Linked DNA regions of Sus scrofa: all the other regions are linked to region 1. A link is a contact called in public HiChIP or PLAC-seq data. All regions are on one chromosome and are shown on one strand. Each heading gives the region's core, a stretch centred on a gene start, on an enhancer-like site or on the middle of the called end of the contact. The rest is flanking DNA. Distances are from core to core; before and after follow the strand shown.

Region 1 (4,707 bases), core at 1,053-3,552:
ATAACAAGAGCCAGCCTTTTAAAGATTTGGGTTGGAGAACATTGGCTCTGCTGACCTTTAGTCTTTTTAAATAGCCACTGTGCTCATAACTCATTGGATCATAAGAATTCCAAACAACTTTATGGCTCTTTTGAGTTTACTACACACCCTCCCCGTCTGATCCCTCATTTGACCTTCACAGTTCTCTGAGACAGAGACTATCATCCTCATTCCTCAGGAAAAAGAAGTGACATGTCCAAGGGCATGTGATTAGGCCCTGAAGCTGCACCTTGATCCTTGGTTTCTGGCCTCTAGGTTCCCAGCCCTTGTCACCCTACCTTCTGGTTGTCATGGCAGCTGCTGCATCATGGGGGGGGCAGGGTGTTGGTGGCTGAGAAGGTACAGGTGACAAGGCAGCCATGAGAATTTTGCTGGCAGTCAACACAGCCCTAAAATGTATGCTTTCAGTGAAAAATTTTAAGTATAATTCAGGATTTTCTCTGGAATATCCACAAGTTTCATATGCCATGAAATCTCAGGAAATGATAAAATAATAGCAATAATTATTCTGATGGAATACAAACATGCCCTTTTCTGATCTCAAAAAGGAAATATAATTGTCCAAACATCTCTTTATATTTAAGTCATAATTATAATATGTGTCTCCTTACATGTAAGCCCTCTTTTTGGCTTACTGATTTACAAGATGAGAACAGGGAATCCCCTCTGAAAGAAGAAATTTGGTTGAGTAAATTAGGTGTATCCAAGTGAAAGGAATATTATGCAACCTTTAGCTTTAATGCTTATAAAAAATGTTTAATGCCTTAAGAACACTCTGAAGATACAGCGCTAGGGATAAAAGCAGGACACAAAATTACATACAGAGATGGGCACAGCTCTGATATAAAAACCATAGAAAAGATTGGCAGTCAAGAAACAAAAGCGTTAACTGATTTGCCTCAGGGTAGTGAAGTCGTGAGTGGTTCATCCCCCCAGTTTCTGTATATATTTTTCTATGCTTTCCAGTCTGTCTACAATACTCATTTTTATGATCAAAGCAAAGCATAAAGTAAAAGCCAGAGGAAGACTGGGTAGTTTTGCAGGTTACGGTTTCTTATTATATAGACAGATCCTGGCAGTAAAGGATGAAGTGAGGCAAACCAGGGCCATTTGCAGAGTGAAAGGATGAAAACCGAGTCTTGAAGGATGCTTGTCCTCCAGAGGTAGCCGTGCAGTCTCAGCACAGCTGGCTGCCAAGGAGAAAATGGACAGAATCCTCCAGCTACGTAGTTGGAAACTCAAGCTGTATGGCTTTGAGCAAAAGAAACCACTCTGACCTTCGATTTTTCCTCTGTTACATGAGAATAATAATGTCTAGTACATAAGGTTGAAATTCTCTCAATGACATATTTTTCTTGAGTACTTACTGTCGTAAGGGCTAAAGATGCAACAGTGATCAAAGAAACAAGGTCCCTGTCCTGCAGCACATTCATTCTAGTAGCAGGGAGATGAGCTGATTATTGGGGGAGCAGCAGGAGCAAAGGTCCTGGGACAGACAATAGCTTGACATTTTATATCAGAGAGCAGTTCTTATGTGTCTGGAGCTTAGTGAGTAGGTAGAGAGTGGGAGCAGATGGGGAGAGGTAGGCAAGGGGCAAGCTTGGCAGGCCAGGGCAAGAAACTTTGATTTCATTCTAAATACAATGAGAAGCCACTTAAGGGTTTTTAGCCACAGACTAGCATGATCTGATTTAGAGTTTATGTCTTAAAAAGGCCACTTTGCTGCCATGTAGAGAATGGATTGTAAGATTGCATGAGACGATCAATACACAGAAGCACTTAACATTGGGTCTGGCACAAAGTGTCTTAATAAGTGGTAACTGTTTTTCATTATTATCATCATTATCTTTATTATTATTACTACTCTTTTGTCTGTCTTTGAGCCAGCTGGTGATTCTTGGACCCTTAGTTTCAAGCAATATTGACAAAATATTCTGATAAGCCAGTGAATTTTTCAAATTTGTTTTCCAGGTGTTTTCAAGTCCTCAGAGAGGTGATGATTAGAAGCCAAACACAAGCTGATACCTGTAAACTGCGGGGGGCGGGGGGCGGGGAACGAAGATATTCCTGAATCAGGGGTGAACTCTGGTTATCTTGTAGCTCAGAGACCCTGGGTCTTTATTACAGATTTCAATCTCCACCAAAGTACTGACTGAGCACAGTGCCTGTTGTGAAATCCAGCATATCTGGGTATATTCAAGAATGCCTCCCCTTCTGCTAACTCCTCCTTCCTCAAGACTTGGCTCAGAGATGACTTTCTCTGGGAAGCCTCCTGTGACCTTGCCCCAAGCCACACCCCAACCAAAGCTGTCTTCTCTTCTCTGTGCCCTTGGAACTTGGTCAGAGCCACGCAAAACCCTTCCGCTTTGATTAACGGAAATTTCTTCACCTAAACTCTGAATTCCTAGAGCCACAATAGTTGACATGATAGCTGCCAGCCAAGTGTGGCTATTTAAGTCTGCATTTATATTATGCAAATTTTTTAAAAGTTTATAATCCAGTTCCTCTGTGTCACTAGTTACCTCATTAGCCACTATATCGGACAGCATAGATAGGAAATATTTCTATCATTGCAGAAAGTTCTAGTGGACAGACCTGCTCTGGGGAGGTGGGGCAGGCATCATGTGTTAATATTTGTTAGTTTAGAGCTAGCAGGGTGTTTAAGATGTAGATTTGAGAGGCAGGCAGGACTCAAGTTCAAATTTCAGCTCCTAATATTACTGGATGTGCAATCTTGGCCCAAACAAGTATCCCCCACTTATCAGAAGTTCGCTTTATACCACCTCTCTTCTACGAAAGACCTACATCAGTACCTTTTTGCTCACTGGAAGAAACCTGAAGAGGATTTTCACTTTTATGGAAAAAAGACTAAAAGCCAAAATAGTGTCCAGTGTTTGTTTTGCTGCCCTGTGGTTTATAGAGTCAACACATGCCCCAAGCAGCAAGATGGGCACTGCCAATCTCCTTCCCCGGGAACCACACTCAGCATCTCAGCATCCAGCCACCACAGCTTTGAACTGTATGAGCACCTGTGCTTTATCTCAGTTTATTTTGTACATCCATTGGCAAGATGGGTCCTAAGGTAATTGTTCTTCAATTTAAGCCATTTTGGTTTACAAAGTTGTCACAGGAATGCTCTGCTTTCATATAGCTGGGGAAATTGTACCTACCCCACAGTGTGCCGGTGAAGATTGTATAAGTTAATACATAGGCAGGGCTTGCAACAGAGCCTAACACATAGTCTGCTCCAAGCAAGTGATAGCTTCTATTATCATCATTATCTCCAGCAAAATGACCAGCACATAGTAGACCCCCTTAAATGTTTACTGATTGCCTGAATAAATGAATGAGAGAACAAGTAAATGAATGGACTTCCATTTTGGGCTTTAAGGAAAGCAGCATACCTCTTTTGAAACCAAATAGATTGCCATTAATAATAGCTTCTACTTATTCAGCACTTACTACATACCAGGCGCTGTGCTAAGTGCTTTACACACAACTCTCCCAACAGCCCCATGAGCAAGGGACTGTTATTAACCACCTCCTTTTAGAGAGGAAGAAACTGAGGCTCAGAGATAGGAAGCCAAAGGGTCTAACATTAGTGAGATGTGAAGCCACAGCTCTCTGCCTTGAAGGAGCTCTGACTGCCTCTAGATTATTGGCTGCCGTGATTTCTTCTAGAAATGATCCAATCCCACCCTCTCTGGTTCTGCTCTCTTGGAGGAGGGGGGTCTGGGGCGAAAGCAGGCAGGGCTCTGATGCTCCCATTCTTCCCTGACCCCTGGGGAGGCCAGGGCTCCGCACTGTGAGAACACACCTGCAAGGAGGAAGGCGAGCTGTTCGGTTTTCTTTCCTGTTCACAGAAAGACTTTTGACCCTGATTTCTCAGCTTCTTTTCTTTCCCCATCCATCCCCAGGGCGCCGGCCCTCTGGCCGAGCCCACCCCTCCCCACCACCCCACGCACACCAGCGAGCAATGGCGAGGCCGCAGACAAGGGCGCCTTTCTTCAAAGTGGTTCCCCTTCATCTCATAAATTCTCAGCCCGGGCCTGATTGGCTGCGGCAGCAAGGAGCTAGGCCCCCGCTCGGCTCCCCAGATACAAAGTGAGTTGTGTGCAGTTTCTGCCCACGTGAGGCCAATCACAGGGGCCTGCGCCTCTCAGAAATCCCGGAGGACGAAATACCAGCGAGCCCCCGACACAGGGACTGACTGCCCGACAGAAGGTCACAGGATCAGAATTATCTCTGGCAGGACAAAGGAAGGCAGATAGCTGGGAAAACCAAGACAATGGAGGGGACCTCCCTAGTCACATCTAACCTGGAGACTTGAAGGAGCTTAACCCTTTCCCACCCAAACCTTTTAACTTCAGCCAAATGGGGTCTGTGTACAGACTGGGTCAGTGCCTAAACCTTCAGGGAATGGTCCCCAATTCAACCCATCCTCACGGTTCCTTTTGCCGCTTTCGAGAACTTGCCTTTCCTATGAAGCATGCTTCCAATGTTTCCAATTTTTAGGCACTAAAATTAGTCCAACTGTGCCTTCTAATTCTGTAGACACAACCCAGCTTGTGCAAATGTCCCTCTCTTCCATTTCTGGGTGAATTTTTGCATAGTACAGACTGCCAATTTTGTCGAGTGTTCTTGGGGGAAGATGGAAGTTTCAAATCA
Region 2 (4,707 bases), core at 754-3,253, 220 kb before region 1:
CAGCAAATTAAAACAACATGGGCACCAGCCAGCTACATTTTTGAAAACAGTATTTGTGTTGTTTTAATCAAGGACACCACCTCCTCTGTCCTCTGCTCTTAACAACAAGCTCTGAATTGAAATGGGGCAGAATTTATGAGAAAAGAAAACAATTTAGGGGCATCCTGGCACAAACTCATTTTCCTTCTCATCAGCTTCACAATTTAGGGACCTGTCTTTATCTCATGTTGCCCTTCTGTCTGCCAGCTTATGAGATTAATGAGCCCATGTCTTAAGTGATATAAGAACAACACTGCTCTTTCCATATGGAGCTGAACCCAACCTGTTGGAGAGCCCCTCTTAACCAGGGTCTTGGTTCCTGCAGTGACTGTGGGCAGCCAAGGGGGGCAACTTGAACCCCAGGCTGGGTCTGTGTATTAACTATGTCTTATTTCCTGTATTCTGATGCTTTGAACATCTTGGGACCTTGCTACCCAGTAGGGATTGCCGCTCCCCGGCTTAGCCAACTCTTGGGTATAATGAACAGTTCACTAGGAAGCATACCTTTCAAATGCAAACCAAGTGATCCAGAGCTCCTGGTCTCCACTCCTCTCCTTTCTGGGGCTCTCACCCTCTGAGCTACAACCCACCTGCCCTTTTCACCCCAGGGCACACAACCTGGGGACAGCACCTAGGCCTGAGATCTTCCTGAGATTATTCAAACTAGCCTATCCTGAGCCTGATTGCCCTACCTCACCCACTCCTTCCAGGAGAAACTGGTAAAAGTTCTTGTGTGTGTTTTTCCCTTGTTGCCTTTGCCTCCAGACTGACCCTGATGCTTCCCCATGTGATCCTACGGAGAAGGCCATGCCTCCTGTCTCTAGGAATCTGTGGATGTAATAAAATTATTTCTTCATGACAATCATTTCAGTGTCATTGTCTTACCAAACTTGCTTAAAACAAACCCCAGGTACCCTTAAGATGCTTGCTCTTTCTATGTGACTGTGGGGCAGGTTGCGGTGCTCTTACCTGCAGCCTCCTCTTCTATAAAATGGGGGCAGTGACATCAGGTGGTTGTGGGGGTTGAGTAGGTGACAAGTGATTTCCCAGCCTCCAGTAGCATCTCTTCAAAGCCTCTCTTTATCCCACCCTCCCCATTCTCCTTTCTTTATAACATTTATTTGTTTTTGAAATGACTCCTTTCTTCCTTGCCTGCCTCCCCCTGCTGGAATGAAAGCTTTGGTTTAATGATGAACACCTAGACCAGTGCCTGGCACACAGTAGGTGCTCACTTAATAGTACGGAATGCATGTGAACACTCCTAGCATTCGTATGTACACGTGTGCTCATTATCTTCCTTCCTTCTTGGGATCCTCTTGCATGAACTGGCATAGAATCGGGTCACTTTACAGACTGGAATCTGTTGAGGGAGATTCTTGTCCTTTCTGCTGGCCTGTAATGCTTTGTGCTTGTGTGGAGGCTCTTGTCCAAGATGCTCAGAGCACTTTATAAACATTCATGATGTAAACGGTGTGCTTTGTTTGCAGCAGGTGGGGCGTGATTTGCTGAAGCAGGATAGTTCCCCAGTGAAGCCAAACCTGTTCTGGAAGTGAGTGGAAAGTTTAAGCACAGTCAGAGACGTTAGGGGCCATTGGGCCATTTGCCCAGTGACGTCCAGTGGGCGGTCAGGACAGCAGAGATTCCTGGAAGATAGCCCCTCACCCCTAGGAACCCCTCCCTCCCTTCACAGCCTTGTGCCCTGGAGCAGGTATTGTTTTGCTCCTTTAGCAGAGCTTCCGGAATCAAGTTAAGAGGATTCTCCTGCTGCCAGGAGGCTCCTTGCATGGATTTATTGAGCCTCCACTTAGCTGAGGCATTGAGGCCACAAGTCATATGGTACTAACGCTCATTTATTCATCAGAGCATTTTGAGTATCCAGATTGGGCAAGGGCTGTGGATACAGGGGTGAGGAACCCCATGGGGGGACAGTGACTCTCACAGAGGAAGTACTTAACTATGCACACACAACACTGGATCTGTAGGAGCCCAGAGAAGAGGGTTGAGTCAGGACAGGCTTCTTGCGGGGGTAATGCTTCTGCTGACACCCAGCAGTCTTTTAGTTGTAGGTTACAAAACTCCAACTCAAACAGGCTTAAGGAGTAAAGAAAAATCCATTGACTCACAAAATGGGCAAATCCAGGAGGATCTAGCTTCAGGCAGATTGGATCCAGAGGCTTAGATGAGAACTCCATCTCTTGGTGCCTTTTCTCTCATTGCACTGGCCTCATTTCCTTCAATCATAAGCAGAATTTCCCCGACTTGGCGGAACAGGTAGGAATCGCAAGCTCCCAGTTCCGATTCTTCTCCTTCTATTTGTATATTTACTTAACCAGTATTTACTGAGTGGTGAACAAGACAATGTCATAGAGATTTAGCAAACAGATAAATGTATGTTTATGTGCCAAAGAGACATGTGCAAGAATATTCATTATAACATTGTTTATGCTAACTGAAGACTGGAAACAACTTAAGTGGCCACCAGTAAGCGGCTGGGTGAGTAAATTGTGCAATAGAAGACTGGACAGCCCTTTGGAAGAATGAGGTAGATTTATATCAGTAGTTCCCACTCAGGGCAGCTTTACTGCCCCACCCCCACCCCCCTTCAGAGGACATTTACCAAAGTCTGGAGACATTTTCAGTGGTCATAATTGAGGGCGAAGGGGCAGCACTACTGGCATCTAGTGAGGGGAGGCCAGGGATGCTGCTAAACATCCTACAATGCACAGTGCAGCCCCTACAACAAAGAATTACGCAGCCTATCATATCAGCAGTGTCAAGATTGAGAAACCCTGATCTGTACCTGCTGATACAGAAATCTTCAAGATAAGTTAAAAAAAAAAAAAAAGCACAGTGGAAAACAATAAATATAGCAGACTACCATTTGTGCAAAACAAGGAACATATCTATATATGTGCTTATATATGAATAGAATTATCTCTGGACGAATAAATAAGAGTGGGGTGTTGTATCTTGTGAAGGCCTGGGGGAGAGATGTGGAAGAGAGATTTATTTTCATTGTACAGCTTTTTTTTTTTTTAACCGTTTGAATATTTTTAAACCACATACATAGGTTCTTAAAAAAAAAAATTAAAGTATAAAAAGGATGAAAGTTTGCCTAAACCCTCCCCACATTCCCTGCCTGACCCCGTCCTAGCCATCCATGTCTTCTCTCTTTGAGATGATTAGGTTAAGGGCAATCCCACAAAGTCACAATTGGAAGAGATCTTAGAGATCATCCAATCTTAGCAGTCATCAAAGAGGTTGTGGAAATGCCGGATTAAACACATTTAAGTGGGTCTTTTCTGGAGGACCCAGAATGCAAGAGTGTGAATGGTAGACCTCTGAGGGGACAAGGCGTACAGAATTCGCAGATGTCCTTGACTCCTTTAGCAGTGCCTTAAAGTGGTCATAACAGAGCACCATGAATTAGAGGGCTTAAAACAACAGAAATTTGTTGTCTCACAGTTCTAGAGGCTGGGAGTTGGAAATCAAGATGTCAGCAGGGCCATGCTCCATCTGAAGACTCTAGGGAAAAATCCTTCCTTGATTCTTCATAGCTTCTGGAAGTCTCTAGCATTCCTTAGCTTGCAGCTACATCCCTACCATCTCTGCCTTCCTCGTAATGCAGCCTTCCTCCTGGGTGTCTGTCTTATAAGGATACCAGTCATATTGGATTAGGGGCCCATCCTACTCCACTATGATCTTAACTAATTAAAATTTCTCTATTTCAAAGTAAGGAAACACTCTGAAAGTGTGTGAATTAAGACTTCCATGTGTCTTTGTGGGGAGGGGGAGAAGGAGGCAGAAGGGACATAATTTAATTCATCACAACTCCTAATTATACACATATGTAGATAGTTTCTCCATTTCACTTCAAAAGACTACTGTTCTCCCAATTATGTTTTAAGAAATGTGGATCTCACATAGTTTCTTTACTTTGCAATTGAGGCATCTGAGGCCCAGAGAGGGACAGTCACTAGCCCAAGATCACACAGCAGATTAGAGGCAGGGCTGACCCAAAAATCTAGGTCACCTCTATCCTGGAGGAAAGAGTCAGTGAGTCTGTCTGTCCTTGACTTTGTCTTTTACTATGAGGCTGTGACTGACCAGTGATCAAGATGTTATTCATCAACTCACCCACCCACCTGGCATTCCACTACTTCATCTCCCAGCCTGCAAGCAAAGCTACCTGATGGAGCAGTTCCTACTCCTGTAGACACAGGTCTTATTTCTGAACGTTCCCAAGTGTGATCTTTGGGATTCTAGGTTGTACATGACAGAAACCACCATAGGCTGATTGAAACCATAAGAAGGATTTATTGATTCATGTATCAGAGGAGGCAAAGCTGGACCCAGGAGCTCAAACACTGCCGTCCCCCCCCCCTTCTCCTCTTGGTCTGACCTCCCTTGTGTTGGCATCATTCTCGGACACATTTGCTCTGTGATGTGAAGCTTGGGTCCTGGCAGCTCCAGGCTCATCAGCATTCAAAGGAGAGTCCCTTTTTCCCCCTGGGCTCCCACCCAGGTCCTGAGGAGGGCTTGCTGCCCACACCCCAGAACCCATTCCTATAGCCAGGCACAGCTGGTTCTCTGCTTGGTGAGACCCAGAGCCAGTGAGTGGAGTCAGCTCTCGCTGAACCATGATGGCTGAGAATGGGGGAGCACTTA
Region 3 (4,707 bases), core at 1,538-4,037, 200 kb before region 1:
AAGGAAAACATAACGAGAAGTGGAAAGAAAGAAAATTAAGGAAGCAAATGAAACTTCTGGAGAGGAAAAAGAACAATATCTAAAATGTAAAATTCACTGGATAGGCTTACATATTAAACAACAGCATATTAAAGTACTGAAGAAAAAAATTAGTACACATGTTGACAGTATAATAGAAGTTATTCAAACGTTAGCATAGGGAGAAAAAGACTAGAAAAAAATGACCATGGCATTAGAGACCTCCGCAACAATATTGACTTTACATGTAATTGGAGTCTCAGAAGGGAAGAGAGCAGAAGTTTGGAGGTACTGATGGGTTTCAGATTCTGCTGGATCCAGAGACTCAGACAATGTCATCTGGAATCTCTCTGTCTCTCATCTCCACTATCCTTGGTTTTGGCATCATTCTCAGGCAGATTTTTCCCAGGTAGTGACAGAGGTAGACTCCAGCAGCTCCAGGCTCATATTCCTCTGACATGCAGATCTAAGTGAATTTCTCTTTCCCAATATTTTCATCAATTATTCACTCTGATTAACCCACTTTGGATTGCATGCCCATCCCTGAACTAGTCCCTGACTCTGATGGGCCAGGTCTGAGTCATATATCCTCCTTCCAAAGGGGTGGAAGAGAGGTAATCTCCCAAAGGTTAATTGGGATGCTGTCACCAAAATATGGTGTCATAGATGCTGAACTTCCAAAAACAACAGACATTTACTACACAAATATCAAACACTGGTAGATAAGAGCTATCAAGTATAGCCTCATCCAAGAACAACTTTGCATGTACTACCTTACTTAATCCTTACAACTGTATCAGGGCGGAAGCTCATAAAGACGTGGCTTTATGATGGTTTTCCAATTCCAGCTCCCAACCTTGTGTGACTCAAGGTGGTGCCTCCTGTTCCCAGGCACCTCATGTATTGCGCTATCAGCTCTGGGCTTTCTTTCCTTCTTTGTTTTTGACCCCTGGGAATTTCCCTGATTTCCTTAGAAAGTTATTATTTATTTCCTTAGAAAGTTATTCCTTAACAGTAATTATTATATTATTTATTTTATTTTATTTTGTTTTCCCACTGTACAGCAGGGGATCAAGTTATCCTTACATGTATCCATTACATTTTATTTATTTATTTATTTATTTATTTTTATTTTATTTATTTATTTTTTTGCTTTTTAGAGCCGCAGCATATGGAAGTTCCCAGTCTAGGGGTTGAATCAGAGCTACAGCCACAGCAACTCAGGATCCCAGCCGCTCCTATGACCTACACCACAGCTCATAGCTATGCCAGATCCTTAACCCACTGAGGGAGGCCAGGGATCCTCATGAATCCCAGTCAGGTGCATTACTACTAAGCCATGGTGGGAACTCCCAGTAATTATTCTTTTCAACATTCCTGTTTAGTAGGAGGAGGATTTCAGTTCATCTCCCCATTGTACACCTGAGGAAACTGAGGCCCAGAGAAGTTAAATGGCTGACCCCAGGCCATGCAGGTAGTAAGTGGCAGAGCCAGTATTCAGACCCATTTTCTAACACACCACGTTCAGCTACCTCAGTGAATGGTGGCTGGTTAATGAGGTCACACACCTGCATCTCTGTCTGTGGCAGAGTCTTATCTCGAACTAAGGAGCCCAGCTCCTCCCTAGACCCCGGAGTCCTTGAGGCACCATCCTACTTCCTGGTAATTACTAAGACCAAAAGAAAGGGAGCCTCAGTGTTTATATAAGGCACCTTGCAACCGAGATGCTGAGAATGTGTCTTCAGTCTGGACGAGGGGAAAGGGGCAGTGGGGAGAAGATCTGGCAAATGGAAGCCATGGGTGTTAGTTCCCCGTGGTTTCCATAGCACATCCTTGTGTTCCTGTCCTGGAGCTGCATGACTGCAATCTTCCTCCATCTTCACCTGGCCTTCCCATTGGGTTTCTATGTCTCCTCTGCGAGTCCAGTCTTTGCCTCACTCTTATAAGGACACCTGTCATTGGATGTAGAGCCCATCCAGGTATTGCAGGATGACCTTGTCTTGAGATCCTTACATCTGTTACATCTGTAAAGACTTAAAGACACTTCTCCCAAGTAGGGTCACATTCATGGGTTCAGGGGGGTTCAGATACTGACATCTCTCTTTTGGGGGGACGCTACTTAACCTGCTACTGTGAAAAAGCTGCCAAACTCTGCTCCATCTCTGAGCTGTGTCTGATGAAGCGAGAGCCACAGGGTTGGTTGAGTGAGCGAGCTGTGGTGGGTTTTTGACGGTGCATCTTTTGTTGTTTTGTATTTTTCTCATTTGTTTTGAGGTTTTCTGCCCTCTTTTCTGGAAGGTGTAGGATGCTCAGTGCTGGGCTCTGTGGTTATTTTCGCCCAACAGCTGTGTTTCCGGTGAGCAGCTGGGGGATGCTTCTGACTCAGCAGAACTGTAGCAGTAACCGTCAAGAAGCTGTTCAAGCAAGGCTAGAAATAAAGAAGCAGTTTCTTCCCCTGCGTCCCCTCCTCCTTTCACTTCCCCACCCGCGGGGACCTTTTGAAAGTCTCAACAAAGCACTTCTGAAAAAACCACTGCTTCGACCAGTACGCTCAAGGCCCTGGTGAAGGTAGCCCTCAGCTAGGCTTTCTGAAGGCAGATGGATTCCAAAAAAGACTCTGCCAAACCAGCCTGGCTTTGTGTTTCAAAGGCCCCTCCCAAGATGCCCCCACCCCCTCCCCACGCGGCTTGTGTCTCACAAGTTTCCCACAGGTCTGAGCAGTGAAAGCAGAGGCGGTCGGGACTTCTGTGGTTTTCCAAGGTGTGGCCACAAGGGCCAGGGTATCTCCGTTCTGCAGCCTGTCTGTTTTTAAAAGGTAATGATTTCACCCTGGGCCTGGGAGGCAGCTCCAAAATTCTTCCCACTGGAGAGAGGCCCTGGAAGTCCTGCCCGCGTCAGGAAGGGAACCAACCGGAAAAAAATCCACGTCTTGGAGAGCCAACCCCTGTGCATGCTGGTGCCTGCAAAAGGCTTACGGGAGAGCAAGACAGCTGCATTCTGAGCCCTGTTGCTGCTGTTCCGAGAAAGAAAGGAACAAATAAATTTAGCTCCGTCCTACGCATCCTTCACAGCTGCTTATTGACCAAACAGAAAGAGACCTTTATTTCAACCCTGGCTTCTCAGCTTTTTTGCCTGATGAAGTCTGCCATGGCCCTTTACAAGAGGCCTTTCTAGGAGGTGACTGACCCCAGTCGCCTTTAGCTCCCAGCTAGAGGTTTTACAAGAAGCTCAAGTTCAAGGTGTTAGGTGCCTTTTGCCTTCCTGAAACAAAATGGCGGCCGTAAATGTTTCCATATGGGCCTCAGCTCCTAGAATTTCTAATGTATTTCTTTGGAAGGCTTGACTGCTCTGAGGCCAGCCTAGAGCTCCCAGAGCCATTCGTTTAATAGCACCATTTGTGGAAATAAAGAACTCGCTGACTGGGTTTGCAAGTTAAGAGATTGGAACAAAGCACTGAAGAGGTGTCATGGGGCTCACCAGCATGGAGGGGTTCCTCTGGGATGGGGAGTGGGGGCAGCAAGCCGAGAACTTCAGTCAGACAGATCCGGATTCAAGTCCTAGCTCTGCTACCTAAGAGCAGGGGACTGATTGGAGTTCCTGTAGTGGCACAGTGGTTAACAAATCCGACTAGGAAACATGAGGTTGTAGGGTTGGATCCCTGGCCTCGTTCAGTGGGTTAAGGATCCAGCATTGCCTTGAGCTGTGGTGTAGGTTGCAGACATGGCTCAGATCTCGTGTTGCTGTGGCTCTGGTGTAGGCCGGCGGCTACAGCTCTGATTTGACCTGGGAACCTCCATATGCCGCAAGAGCGGCCCTAGAAAAGGCAAAAAGACCAAAAAAAAAGAAAGAAAGAAAGAAAAGAGCAGGGGCCTGATAGCCAAGGAGAGCCAGTTCCTCACCTGGAAGCAAGGTGTTAGCCATGGCATTGAGCCTCTCTGAGCCTCGTGAAGCAGCAGTCATGATATAGGACTGTCATGACTGATGTGACATCATGTACTGAACATGCCCAACCTGGTCCTGAGGTGCCCGGATGGCATGCAGTGCATCTGGTTCACCTGCCTAGCCCATTTCCCTTGCTGTCTGGTCAGGCATTCCACTCTGTCTTCTCTATAAGGATTTGAGGCTCACCTTACTCAAGTTTGGCCCGGGCTTATGGCCCAGGCCTGATCACGGAGACTCTTGCACACCCCTGGCTATAGTGACTAGTTCCTGGATGTGCATTAGACCCAAGCACAGGGCATCAGGGTTGTCTTTAGGGATGTTGGTGGAATTATTGGGGTGAAGAAAATCTTTCTGCTGGGTTTCCAAGTGGACACATTTTAAACATAGTGCTGCCGGTGGCTCTCTTTACATAAAGGAAGGGAGACTCTGCCTGAGAAGGAAGCAGCACAGAGGGAGATGTACATGGAGGGACCGTTCTGACCATCTCAGCCCCTCTATCCATCACCACGTGAACTTCACAGTTATATGGGCCAAAGCCCTTTTTGGTTTAAGCTACTCTGAGTTATGTTCTCTCTCTTTCTTGGAATCAGATGAAGCCTAAGTATTGCATACCTCAATACGTACTTTTTGAACTTGGATTTACTTGTGGCCTCATCCAGAACCAAGAGGTTTGCAGAGGACTGCTCAGTGCCCCTCCAAGAAGGAGAGTCTGCGAAGTCTGTCTTGTGGTACACTGATTTCCTTTGG
Region 4 (4,707 bases), core at 973-3,472, 180 kb before region 1:
GGTCTGTTAGTCAACTAGTGAAGCAAGTCAGCAAAGGGAATACCCAGCCCTATCCAGCCCACCCTGCTGGGGAGGCACGGCTCTGTGCCATCCCCCTGGTTATTAGTATAATCATGGCAACTAATAATTATATTTATAGAACAAAATCCCTTCCACAAATCCAAGGCACTTGACAAAATATACAATGCAGCTGTTATAATTTTTTTGCTTTTTAAATATGGTCTCAAATCATTTTTTTCCTGACCCAGCATGTTTTAATGGAATTCTAAGTTGTATTCCATACATTCATGCTTAGAAAGGATCATCTTTATTGACTGATTGAAGACATCTGTTTTAGACAGATGCTGTGCTGGGCATTTGAGGGACCCAAATACCATAAGGAGGTATAGAGATTTTAGGGAAGTGTAGAGACTTCAGGGCCACATAGGATGGGGTGTGATAAATGGGGAGTTTATCTGGAGGATATTGGTCCGAGGGGCAGAGAGGAGTAGCCAGAGCAGACAGGTCTGTGATCTCTCACCAGCTGGCACTGAGTACACGTAGTACATATAACCCTGGACACCCAGACAAGGCTGGACACATGTGGAACAGCTGATTCTGTGAGGATCAGGGATATACCTGTAAACATCCATTCACCAGGGCTTGCCCTTTGCACCATAGAGGTTGCCCTAGTAATGAATTTATTCATATAGCCATTCATTCACTCATCCATGAAAGCCACAAGTATTTACTGATTTCTTTAAGATGTGCCAAGTCAAGGCCATGTGCTGGGGACACAGAGGTGACCAAAATCAACTTGCCTTTCTTCCTAAAGTTTCCATTCCTGCGGGACAGACAGCCGTTAAACAAATGCCTAAGAAACACACAATACAATAAAGAACAATCAAATAAATACACATATGAGAATCTTCCTGCCCCTCTTTAACTGATCTCCCACTTTATGTCAAGTGCTATGGGGGCCACAAATTTGAATGAATGAATGCCTTGTGCAGCAAAACCCCAAGGACCAGCCAGAACTCCTGACAGAAAGAGGCCAGACAGAGGTGACAATGGCTCTTTGCAGTTTACACGGCACTTTTTACACCATGGGCACTCTGGATCCTGCCAGCGAGACTGGCTGGCTGCTTAGGAGTTATTCTCTCCACTTCCCACGGGAGGAATCCTAGGCCCTCAGAGATAAAGGGACTGGCTGCCTGAGATCAAACAGCTAGAAAGGCCAGGAATGCTATGCCTATTTTTGCAATGACCAAAGCAAGGCAAGGTGGCCATTTTATTTTCCCAAAGTCACACTATATGTCAGAGCAGAGGAAACATAGGGCAAAATTCCACGCTGAAGGAGAACAGGCGATCTTGAGACAAGCATGTCTCATAAAGTAGAGATTGAGGGAGATTTTAACACAGGGCATGAATTCCAATTCACATCTCTCCAAACAGGACCTCTCCTCTCAGCCTCCCCATGGGTGGGTTTAAGTTTGGCTAGAGCATGATCTGAAGTCACTAACATTTATTGACCCCTCTGATATTCCCAGACATCATAATATTAAAACTCCCATTTTCCAGATGAAGAGATTGAATCCCTGACCACACACAACTAGACAGCAGCAGAACCAGAATTTCAACTGTGGTCCGTCTGATACTGGGACCTGTGGAGCCTCTGATGCCCAGAGCTGCCTCCCTGCAGGGGGCCTAGGAGTCCTGGCAACAGGATGCTGGGGGGAGGTGGCCTGGGGAGGCAGGGCTGGGGGTTTGAGGCTGCAGTACTGCCCAGGAATGCAGCCCAGCCCGCCCACTTTTTAACAAGGTGGCATCCCTGACAGACACCCTTGTCCTTTTCCTGTGCTGGCCTTCATAACACAATAAATAAACCCTTAGAGAAACGTGACCTGAGCCAGGCAGTAAATGATGGCACTGTCAGTTGTACACGACTGTTGAAACAAACACAGACTGTAATCATCGTGCTGTACGGGGAGAAAGACATTTGGCAAATGAGATTCCATTTTCACATTGGTTTGTGCTGAGCATATAAATTTCCTGCGGGCCGGCCAGCGTTGGGGATGTGTAATTGATTGCCTGCATTATAATAAACAAGCCGTGACAGGTGATCATTCATCATATTCCGCTGAACGTTCCAGCACACCAGAAAACGGAGGAAGAGAGGGAACGCGCGAGCGAGGGGAGAGGAGAGGAGGAGCCTGGGGGAGGGGAGAGGGTCGGAAAGACTGAGTATTCCCGACAGACAGAAAGCCAGGGAAGGGGCGGGGAGAGAATCCGCTGAGAGGGCGCGGGGAAAGTGAAAGCAATTACTATAATTCTTTTGATTATCTAATTTGTTCTTTCTGGTCTTCGTTATGTGACCCTCCCCCCACCCCAGTCCGACATAGGAGGTCCCCCTCGGGGACTTGGGAAGACACAGAGAATGCTCCTCCCAAGACTGAGCAGAGGAAGGGAAAGGCGAGGTGGGGGAGGGGCCGCGTCTAGTTGTAAGCGGAGTAGATACACGTTAGGGAAAACCTCGGGAGGAGGGTGGGTGTGTGTGTCCGAGTGTGTGCTGAACTCAGTTTCGCGTTTGCGTTGTGATGACTCCAATCAGATGGATAGGAACCAGTCTCTTTAAATTAAAAAAAAAAAGGGTGTTTTTTTAAAAAGCTGAAAAGTACCTTTTATTGGAGAAAAGGACAAAATCCAAGTTGGCATTGGATCTGGTTCCAGAAGCCCGTCATACGGTGCTCTCCCTCCTCCCCCTCGTCCTCCCCTCACTTTCTCCCCCCCACCCCAGCCCCAGTCTCCCTCTGCCCTTGGCCCGGGGCTGGGGTCGAGCAGGAGCTGTTGGGAAGCACCCTCCTCTCCAGGCGCTTCAACCTAGACAGACGCCAGGCGGAAGCACATTGGCGTATGAAGGACAGAAAGACAAATGAAGAGCTCTTGAGCCAGCGCACGCATTAAATAAGTACTTACATTATGCAAAAGCCAAGGCCCTCAACAAGGGAGTGAGTGAAGAGAAGGGACAGGGAGGGATCCATCTCCCCGGTTCTCACCCTGCCAGTTTCTAGCCCTCCTATCCTCACCCATCAAACTCCCTCTCATCCCCGCCAGGGTACCAAATACTTAGCGCAGGTGGGAGCCGCCAAGCCAGGGGAGCTGAGAGTTGAGGGGGCGTAGCCCGCGCTAAAATCTGGGGCGGGGTCTGGGTGGGGCTTAGCTGGGGGCGGAGTCCGCGCTGGAGGGGACAGGGTGAGTACAGAGTGATGGGCGACTTTGCTTCTTATCTAGAGCCCTCCGTCTTTTTATCCTAGCCTTAACAACTGTAATTTGTTACCTTCGAGATTATTATAAAGTCACTGCCTTTGGAGAATCTGTTCAAGAGACCCGTCTTCTAAAAGCTGTGACATCAGCCTCAGCCGTGTGGGCTGCCTTCCCTGGGTGATCTATACAGTCTTTGAAAGATTAACAGCTCCTTTGGGGCTCCCAAGAATCCCGGAAGAAAGCTACGGCAGGTGCTGTTTTCTCGATACGCTCATTTCTTCCAATCTCCACATAACAATTTATGAAGTAGGTCTTAGGGCCCCGATTTTTTTTTACAGAGGAAGAAATGGAGGCACAAAGAAATGAAGCTACTTGCTTAAGATCTGGCAGCAAAAAGAATAAAAAATTGAATCCAAGGGTCTTCTTCCAGCATGCTTTTCAGACCCCCAATGAGGACACATACTTTCTCCCTTCAAGCCCCATGAATGATAAGTGCACAAATATATTTGTGGGAGCAATGCTGAGTCTGGGTTGATGGTGACTCCACTCCTTCATCAAGCTCTCTTGCTTTTACCTACTACATATCACTCCAATCTGCCCCCTTCTCTACACCACTACTGTGCCCCCCGGTCCAAGCCATCTTGCTCCTGGACCATGGCTCCCGCCTCCTCACAGCTCCCTGTCCTAACACTGTTGCCCATTTCCATCCATTTCCCACCAGCAGTCGTGATGATGTGTTCATTGTTCTGAGCCTGAAAACACCATCCAGGTCTTTTACCAGCTGGCTCAGCCTACCTCCCTAGCTCCATCTTTTTATTAGTGTTAGTATTATTATTACACATAACATTTACCATTTTAATGATGTTAGAGTATACAATTCAGTGACATTAAATAATTCACACTGTTGTGTAGCCATCACCCACACAACAACAGAAGTCACTTCCCATCCTGCCCTCCCTCCGCCCCTGGCAACCACCAATATGCTTTTTGTCTCTATGGGTTTGCCTAGTCTGGAAATTTCATATAAACGAAATCCTACAATATGTGATCTTTTATGACTTCTTTCACTTAGCATTATGTTTTCAATGTCCATGTTGTAGCAACTTCATTCCTTTTGATGGTTGAATAATATTCCGCTGTATGGATAGACTACCTTTTGTTTATTCATTGGTGAATATTTAGGTTGTTTCCAACTTTGGGCTATTGTGAATAGTGCCTCTATGAATATTTGTGTACAAGTGTTTGTTTGAACATTTGTTTTCTATTCTTTGGGGTATATACTTAGGAGTGAAATTGCTGGGTCATATGGTAAACCTGGGTTTAAATCGTTGACTAACCACCAAAACTGTTTTTCACAGTGACTGTACCATTTTACATTCTCAATAGCAGAGTACAAGTGTTCCAATTTTACCACATCCTTGCCAACACTTGTTGTTTTCCATTTTTTTTTTTCTCTCTCTCTCT

What was found. HiChIP or PLAC-seq counts read pairs in DNA pulled down with a chosen protein or histone mark.
Region 2: a contact with region 1 is called in an H3K27ac HiChIP or PLAC-seq map of alveolar macrophages. The contact joins two enhancer-like sites. A contact is called at or near these places in 2 of 47 Hi-C or Micro-C datasets (liver and skeletal muscle) and 2 of 2 datasets of contacts at active chromatin or transcription factors (alveolar macrophages and skeletal muscle).
Region 3: an H3K27ac HiChIP or PLAC-seq map of alveolar macrophages shows a contact between it and region 1. The contact joins two enhancer-like sites. A contact is called at or near these places in 2 of 2 datasets of contacts at active chromatin or transcription factors (alveolar macrophages and skeletal muscle).
Region 4: an H3K27ac HiChIP or PLAC-seq map of alveolar macrophages shows a contact between it and region 1. The contact joins two enhancer-like sites. A contact is called at or near these places in 2 of 2 datasets of contacts at active chromatin or transcription factors (alveolar macrophages and skeletal muscle).

The regions. Positions count from the first base shown.
Region 1 is chr14:36,040,364-36,045,070 of Sscrofa11.1, forward strand. All of the region lies in intron 5 of C14H12orf49 (UPF0454 protein C12orf49 homolog), which reads left to right. Among named protein-coding and RNA genes, the nearest start is that of MED13L, 19 kb to the right of the region's middle. Within about 2 kb of position 2,303, at least 2 of the 83 cell types and tissues checked have an H3K27ac peak or open chromatin away from gene starts, as enhancers often do. A contact at or near this core is called in alveolar macrophages, where this site is marked.
Region 2 is chr14:35,815,993-35,820,699 of Sscrofa11.1, forward strand. The region is part of intron 4 of C14H12orf49 (UPF0454 protein C12orf49 homolog); the gene reads left to right. Among named protein-coding and RNA genes, the nearest start is that of C14H12orf49, 110 kb to the left of the region's middle. Within about 2 kb of position 2,004, at least 6 of the 83 cell types and tissues checked have an H3K27ac peak or open chromatin away from gene starts, as enhancers often do. A contact at or near this core is called in alveolar macrophages, where this site is marked.
Region 3 is chr14:35,837,149-35,841,855 of Sscrofa11.1, forward strand. The region is part of intron 4 of C14H12orf49 (UPF0454 protein C12orf49 homolog); the gene reads left to right. Among named protein-coding and RNA genes, the nearest start is that of C14H12orf49, 130 kb to the left of the region's middle. Within about 2 kb of position 2,788, at least 27 of the 83 cell types and tissues checked have an H3K27ac peak or open chromatin away from gene starts, as enhancers often do. A contact at or near this core is called in alveolar macrophages, where this site is marked.
Region 4 is chr14:35,858,824-35,863,530 of Sscrofa11.1, forward strand. The region is part of intron 4 of C14H12orf49 (UPF0454 protein C12orf49 homolog); the gene reads left to right. Among named protein-coding and RNA genes, the nearest start is that of C14H12orf49, 160 kb to the left of the region's middle. Within about 2 kb of position 2,223, at least 49 of the 83 cell types and tissues checked have an H3K27ac peak or open chromatin away from gene starts, as enhancers often do. A contact at or near this core is called in alveolar macrophages, where this site is marked.